2 separate regions of the Cyprinus carpio genome follow, and region 1 is linked to region 2. The links are chromatin contacts, called in public Hi-C maps. All regions are on one chromosome and are shown on one strand. The core of a region is the stretch at or near the end of the contact, and the rest is flanking DNA. Distances in the headings are between cores, read along the strand shown.

The links. A called contact is a pair of places that touch in the nucleus more often than the background predicts.
Region 1: a contact with region 2 is called in a Hi-C map of skeletal muscle, with 7 times the contacts expected there. The contact joins the promoter of LOC109097717 here to the enhancer-like site in region 2. A contact is called at or near these places in 3 of 8 Hi-C or Micro-C datasets (all in skeletal muscle).

Annotation. Positions count from the first base shown.
Region 1 is chrB10:21,595,713-21,598,500 of ASM1834038v1, forward strand. It overlaps LOC109097717 (transcriptional activator MN1-like), which reads right to left and starts at 1,370. Exons shown (of 4, transcript XM_042733258.1): 1 at 747-1,370; 2 at 1-497. The coding sequence starts at 456. LOC109097718 (phosphatidylinositol transfer protein beta isoform) reads right to left here. Exons shown (of 11, transcript XM_042733259.1): 11 at 2,682-2,788.
Region 2 is chrB10:21,543,600-21,546,334 of ASM1834038v1, forward strand. No RefSeq gene overlaps it. Among protein-coding and RNA genes, the nearest start is that of LOC122138614, 6.4 kb to the right of the region's middle. Within about 2 kb of position 1,447, at least 1 of the 8 cell types and tissues checked has an H3K27ac peak or open chromatin away from gene starts, as enhancers often do. A contact at or near this core is called in skeletal muscle, where this site is marked.

The sequences.
Region 1 (2,788 bases), core at 120-2,619, 52 kb after region 2:
GGTACCGTTAGGATGGCCGTGCGGTTGAAATTCAGGCATGGCGGCCATTCTCTGTTGCTGCTGCTGCTGCGAGATGCATTCTCGCGACTGCGCCTCAGCGAGCTGCTGACCAAATCCCCCTTCAAACATATGCGGGTGACCTGCGTTGTTGTTATTGAAACCCATGTGTCTGTCCCCGTGCAAGCAAGAGGGGACGCTGTCCTGGTACAGATGTGAATGCTGCTCGTGGTTAGGAGGTTGATGGTTGAACGGTCCTTGCATGTGGAGTTGATGTTGTGGCTGAACTCCCATAGCGAGCATATCCCCATGGCCATGAGTCTGGAATCCATACTGGTCTCTATTTGAGACGAAGTTGAGTCCCTGTATGGGGGATTCATTTAGAGGACCCATCATGGGCTCCACAGCTACCGACGGCCCTTTCATATGAAATCCGGCACTGTTATAATTAGAGTTCATTTTCAGTCTACTGGGAATTAATTCCTTTTGTTTGTTTGTCACTGCAAATAAAAAGACACAACTGAATCAAACAATGCTTTTTTTTTTTTTTTTTTACTTTTAAATATTATTTATTCTTTTGTGTCTTTCAGGGGCCCACGTTAGCAACCGATTTAAAATGTAAATATTATATATTGTCAATAACATATTAATAATAATAAAAAAAATAAAGTTTACGTTTCGCATGCATGTGCTTATTGATCAATATTAAATGATTCGAAAGTAAGAGATCAGATGACAATTGGAAGTACCTCAATTCCAGCATAAGCGTGAAAACGCGAACTCCTCTTTGTATATCCTTAGAGCAACGACCCTGAAAAATGCACATCTTAAAAAAACTCCTCGTTTACATCGTTATTCGATGCGTAACGTCTCCAAGTCGTTCAACACAAATCCAGAGGAGTGCAAACCAGCGCGCGGACCACATGTCCCATGTTCACATCTCCAATGCAATGCGCGCGATCCCGACTAATTATTCTATATTAAAAACACTTACAATAATTCAAAAAGAGTCGATAAATGCATTAAATCGACGGTCCTCTGAGGAGAACTTCGCGCGTGCGTTCAGTCCTGTGAGGAGGCTCGATGCACCGCTGTGGGTGCGCGCTCTTAGTAACTGGAGAGCCCTGGATCCCTTTTGTTGTCACAGTATGAAATGTATTCAGCGCAAAAATTAATCGCCATTTTCTTTAATATCGTCCATGAGATACGCGCTGTTCCATCAAATGCTTCTGGCTCCAGGAGGGTTTTGTCGTTTATCCTTGAATCGGATGTGTCGAGCCGCGGGCATCGGCAACAAGTTTGACATTCCCTCATCTGTTCCAGCGCTGATTTCTCACCAATGCCGACACAGGCACACATGCGCAGGGGGCGGGGTCTGACGCCAAGGGGCGGGGCTTCGCTTAAGGAAGTCTAAAAGAGATGTATATAACATATTAATATATAATATATGGGATAAATAATAAAACAATGTGTTCAGTGATACTCTATTTTACGAATAGAGCTAGATTTCTTATCTACACTTCAGTGCATACTTTTCTTTACAAGGTATACGATCAGATAGCTAATAAAAATCATTTAAATGACTTAATCTTCATTTGGTATTAAATTCTGTACATATAAAATAGTAGCTAGATTTCGTTTTTACACTGGGATTCATTTTCTCCCCACAATTAGCGTATTATAAAAATGTGTACTATAAAACTACACCCGCATATGCATCAATGCTCGATGGTATTTAATTGTTCTACGTGTGAAATCCTAGATCTCTTATTTACACACAGCTACACATTTAAGCAATTCACGTTTAAATGCAGTATGGAATAAACACAAATCAGTGTAAATCTTCAGTCACTCCCAAATCCTTCATATGCAAAACAGCTATATTCCTTTATACACAGATACTGTAGTAAATATGCAGCAGTTAATTAGTAAATTAGCAGATGCATGAAACAGGCTTCATTTTCAAGCTGTGACGAACGGCAGCCAGAGATAATGAATGTCTTCAGGGTTAATTTCCTGTAAGTAACCGGTGATTGTGATGTATTTTTAGAACTCACTGCTGCAGCATGGGTCAAATTATTTATCTTTACAACAAAAGCTTTTTAATGAATAGTGATTACAAAATTGTGGAAATAAAAACCCTTATGGGCTACTACAACCTAGACTGTGTCCTGCAAACCCACTATGGAATGATACAACCATTAGGCCACTGAAAGGTTTTATGGTGAAAAATAAGTGGCCATTTATTGATAGGTATGACTGAAGAAATTAAACTAATAAAAGTGTAATAAATTGAAAGCCATAAGACTTATTTTGTAGGTCCCTCTGGTCTTTATAAGAAATCTTTACCTGTTTCTTTGGCAAAGCGGAACAGTGCCATCTAGTGCTGCTGTCAGGAACAAACACTGATGAAAACTAGGAGAGATTCACTTTAGACATGGTTCTGTGGCCACAAATAACAGATACAGAAATAAAATAAAGCATTTAAGACTAATACTTTATTATTATTATTATTATTATTGAATTAGGATATTTAGTCCTAAAATCCTAAGATTTGTCCAGACCTAAATACTTTTTTTAAATTACCTGATGCTTAGAGACGTTCCGTCGACTTGAATTTAAAGGTAACACATTAATTAAAGCATGCAAAACCACAGTGAAAATAAAACTCAAAAGACCAAGCATGACTGGTGTCGAAATTTATTAGATATACTGTTAAATTGTTAAATGTATAACCAATTCAAAAGCTGCAGGGGGCAGAAAAAAAAACAGAAGAAATCACACCATTGTA
Region 2 (2,735 bases), core at 197-2,696:
AATTTAAAAGCCACAAGCCTCCGTCTCAAACAAATCGAATTTCTGTGCTATTTTTCGGCTTGGGCTCTGCACAGAAGCGGGTAATCCATAGCGCTTCCTGGCACGGCGCTCGCACCGCACAGCTGACTGGCGTGTAAGACTGCCTCAAATTGGAGCAATTGAGCTCAAGTTAAAGCAATTACATCCTTTGTGTTCTCCACGGGGGACGTGACTAAACTGTGCTCATGATGAACCAAGAGGCCAAGAAAGCTTGTTTAATAAACAAGTAGTTGATGGTGGTGGTCCAAATTATCCACCTACATTTCCTAAGTACACCTGACTAGGGATGCACTGATATAGACATTCTGGTAAACAGCTAAATTTTAGCCTGTAATTATTTCTGGACCTCAATCATGAGTTTTCATACACATACACACCAAAAAACAAAAAAACACCATTCTTATACAACCGTTTTGTTCGTCTTTCATTAACGATGCTCGTACTAAAAATTTGGTCATGAATTTGCATCGAAACATACATTTTATAATTTAAAGCTACATTAATAGTTCATATTACGTTTGCCTGGCAGCTTTTTGGGTAATTAATAAATTATTATTATTAGAAATTTGTTCTGCTCATGTTTTATGAACGATGTTCACACTAAAGCTTTTGGTCAATTTGTATCAAAACATAATTATTTTTTTTTTTATGTATCAAAACTTTATTTTATTTTTTAAGTTCATATTATGGTTGCCCTGCCAGATTTCAGGGAAATTTTCAGGATATTCACACTAAAACTTTGCTCAAGAATTTGCAAAACACGGCACATTTATTCAAGTAAACATTAAGTTCACCTACCTTTTTAGGAAACTAATAAACTATTTTATTTCATAAAATATATTTTGACAGCAAAATTTAGCTTGGTTGACATGCAAAGGAAAAAAAAATTGTAGCTGGCGACATTAAACAGCATATTTAAGTGAAAGACCAAAAAGGAAATCATGTAATTAATATTCATGAGCCAAGCTGTTTTCATTTCTATGACCCTGTGGATTGATAACTGTTCAGAATTTTTAAAACCTGACATCAAAAAAAGAGTTGATTGTTTAAATTAAGACCTGATATCTGCTTTCAGTTGCAAAGATATTAGATATTGCTTATCTATCGTGCAAACACATGAAGTATATCGTCCCACGCATAACCTCACAGAACCTCCTCAGGAAGGTGCACGGCCTCACCGTCTGACACAGCAGTGCTTTAATTGCCCCGGCGAGGGAGCAGGAGTGCGGGGGCAGTAAATAAAGATTTCAGAGGGGGATAGAAGGGTGTTGTCAGGGCTGCGGGCCGCTGGGACGTCTCTCTGCTTCTCTGGTTCACTGCATGCTGGCGGAGCTCCAGACTCCATTGCATAAGACATTGAGACGTGATGTAAGTGTATCTGTAAGAGACAAACTTTATTCATACACAGGCACTCCGATAAGGTCCGAATACGAATGCGACAAGGCCCTGGCATGACTGATTTATATAAATGCCACGTATTGCTGGGTGAGAAACTAAATGCACAAAAATCGAGAGTGAAAGAGAAAATCTGTTTGATATTTCATCTTTTACTGTTTTTTTACATGCTGAGAGGCTGGGTTTTTTCCCCTCCGAATTTGTCATGTGGGAGCAAACGCTTTAACACATTAGAGGAGCGAGTCAATTGAGTCTTTTGTGAGCCATCTGGAAATACCCGACTCAACAAAGCTTCGGCTCTGGTGCCGTATATCAATGAGAGAGACACAGTTTCAGCTCTGCCACGGGCAAAAGATGTCTCAAATTATCAGCAAAAGGAGGATTTAAAGAAACATGAATCATTTTAGAGCGTGTTTAAGATATATAAATACACTGAAGCAGTTTGTAGTGCTAAATGTCTATTAATTCAGGAACAACGTGAACAAATAATCTGAATAAGTATTCTGGGTTACATAATGAAGGGTTTACTGCTCGTAAAATGCTCTTTTGTACCTTGAACCACTTGATGGAGATCTCAATCACGTCTCAACGTCCACCTGAGAAAAAAAAAAAAAAAACTTTGGGAGAAATAAACAGACAAAAATAAGTCAAACACAGAAGGAGTACAAAACTATAAAATGAATCATTTGATAAGAAATGTTCAAGATGAGTACATATTAGGATTTAACTGAAAACTTGGCAAATGTCAGCACAGTTTGATCTCTTCTGAAGCTAAATAAGAGTCTTTTTCTCAGGAGAAACATCTTAAAAGCTTCAGTAAAGCCTCCATTTGTTCTCAATTTAAGATAATTGCATTCATATGTGATTTGTCTCCAAAAGGATATATATATATATATATATATATATATATATATATATATATATATATATATATATATATATATATATATATATATATATATATATATATATATATATATATATATAATTGCAACGTTTCATGCCACAATTCTAATTGTAAAACAGAATTGTGAGATGTAATAAACTTAGAATTCTCAGACTTTCTTCTTATAATTCTAAATTTACATGAAACAATTCTATTTTTTTTTCGGCAAAGAATTAAAAATAAAATATGTAACTGTGACCTTTTCTCTCACAATTTTGACTTTTCTTCTCAGAATTGGAAGCTTATATCTCAAAATACTCAGCATTACCAGAAAAAAAGTCTGAATTGTGAGATAAAAAAAGTCACAATTACCTTTTTTTTTATCCTGTGAAAGAGAAAACGCATCCATGATAGA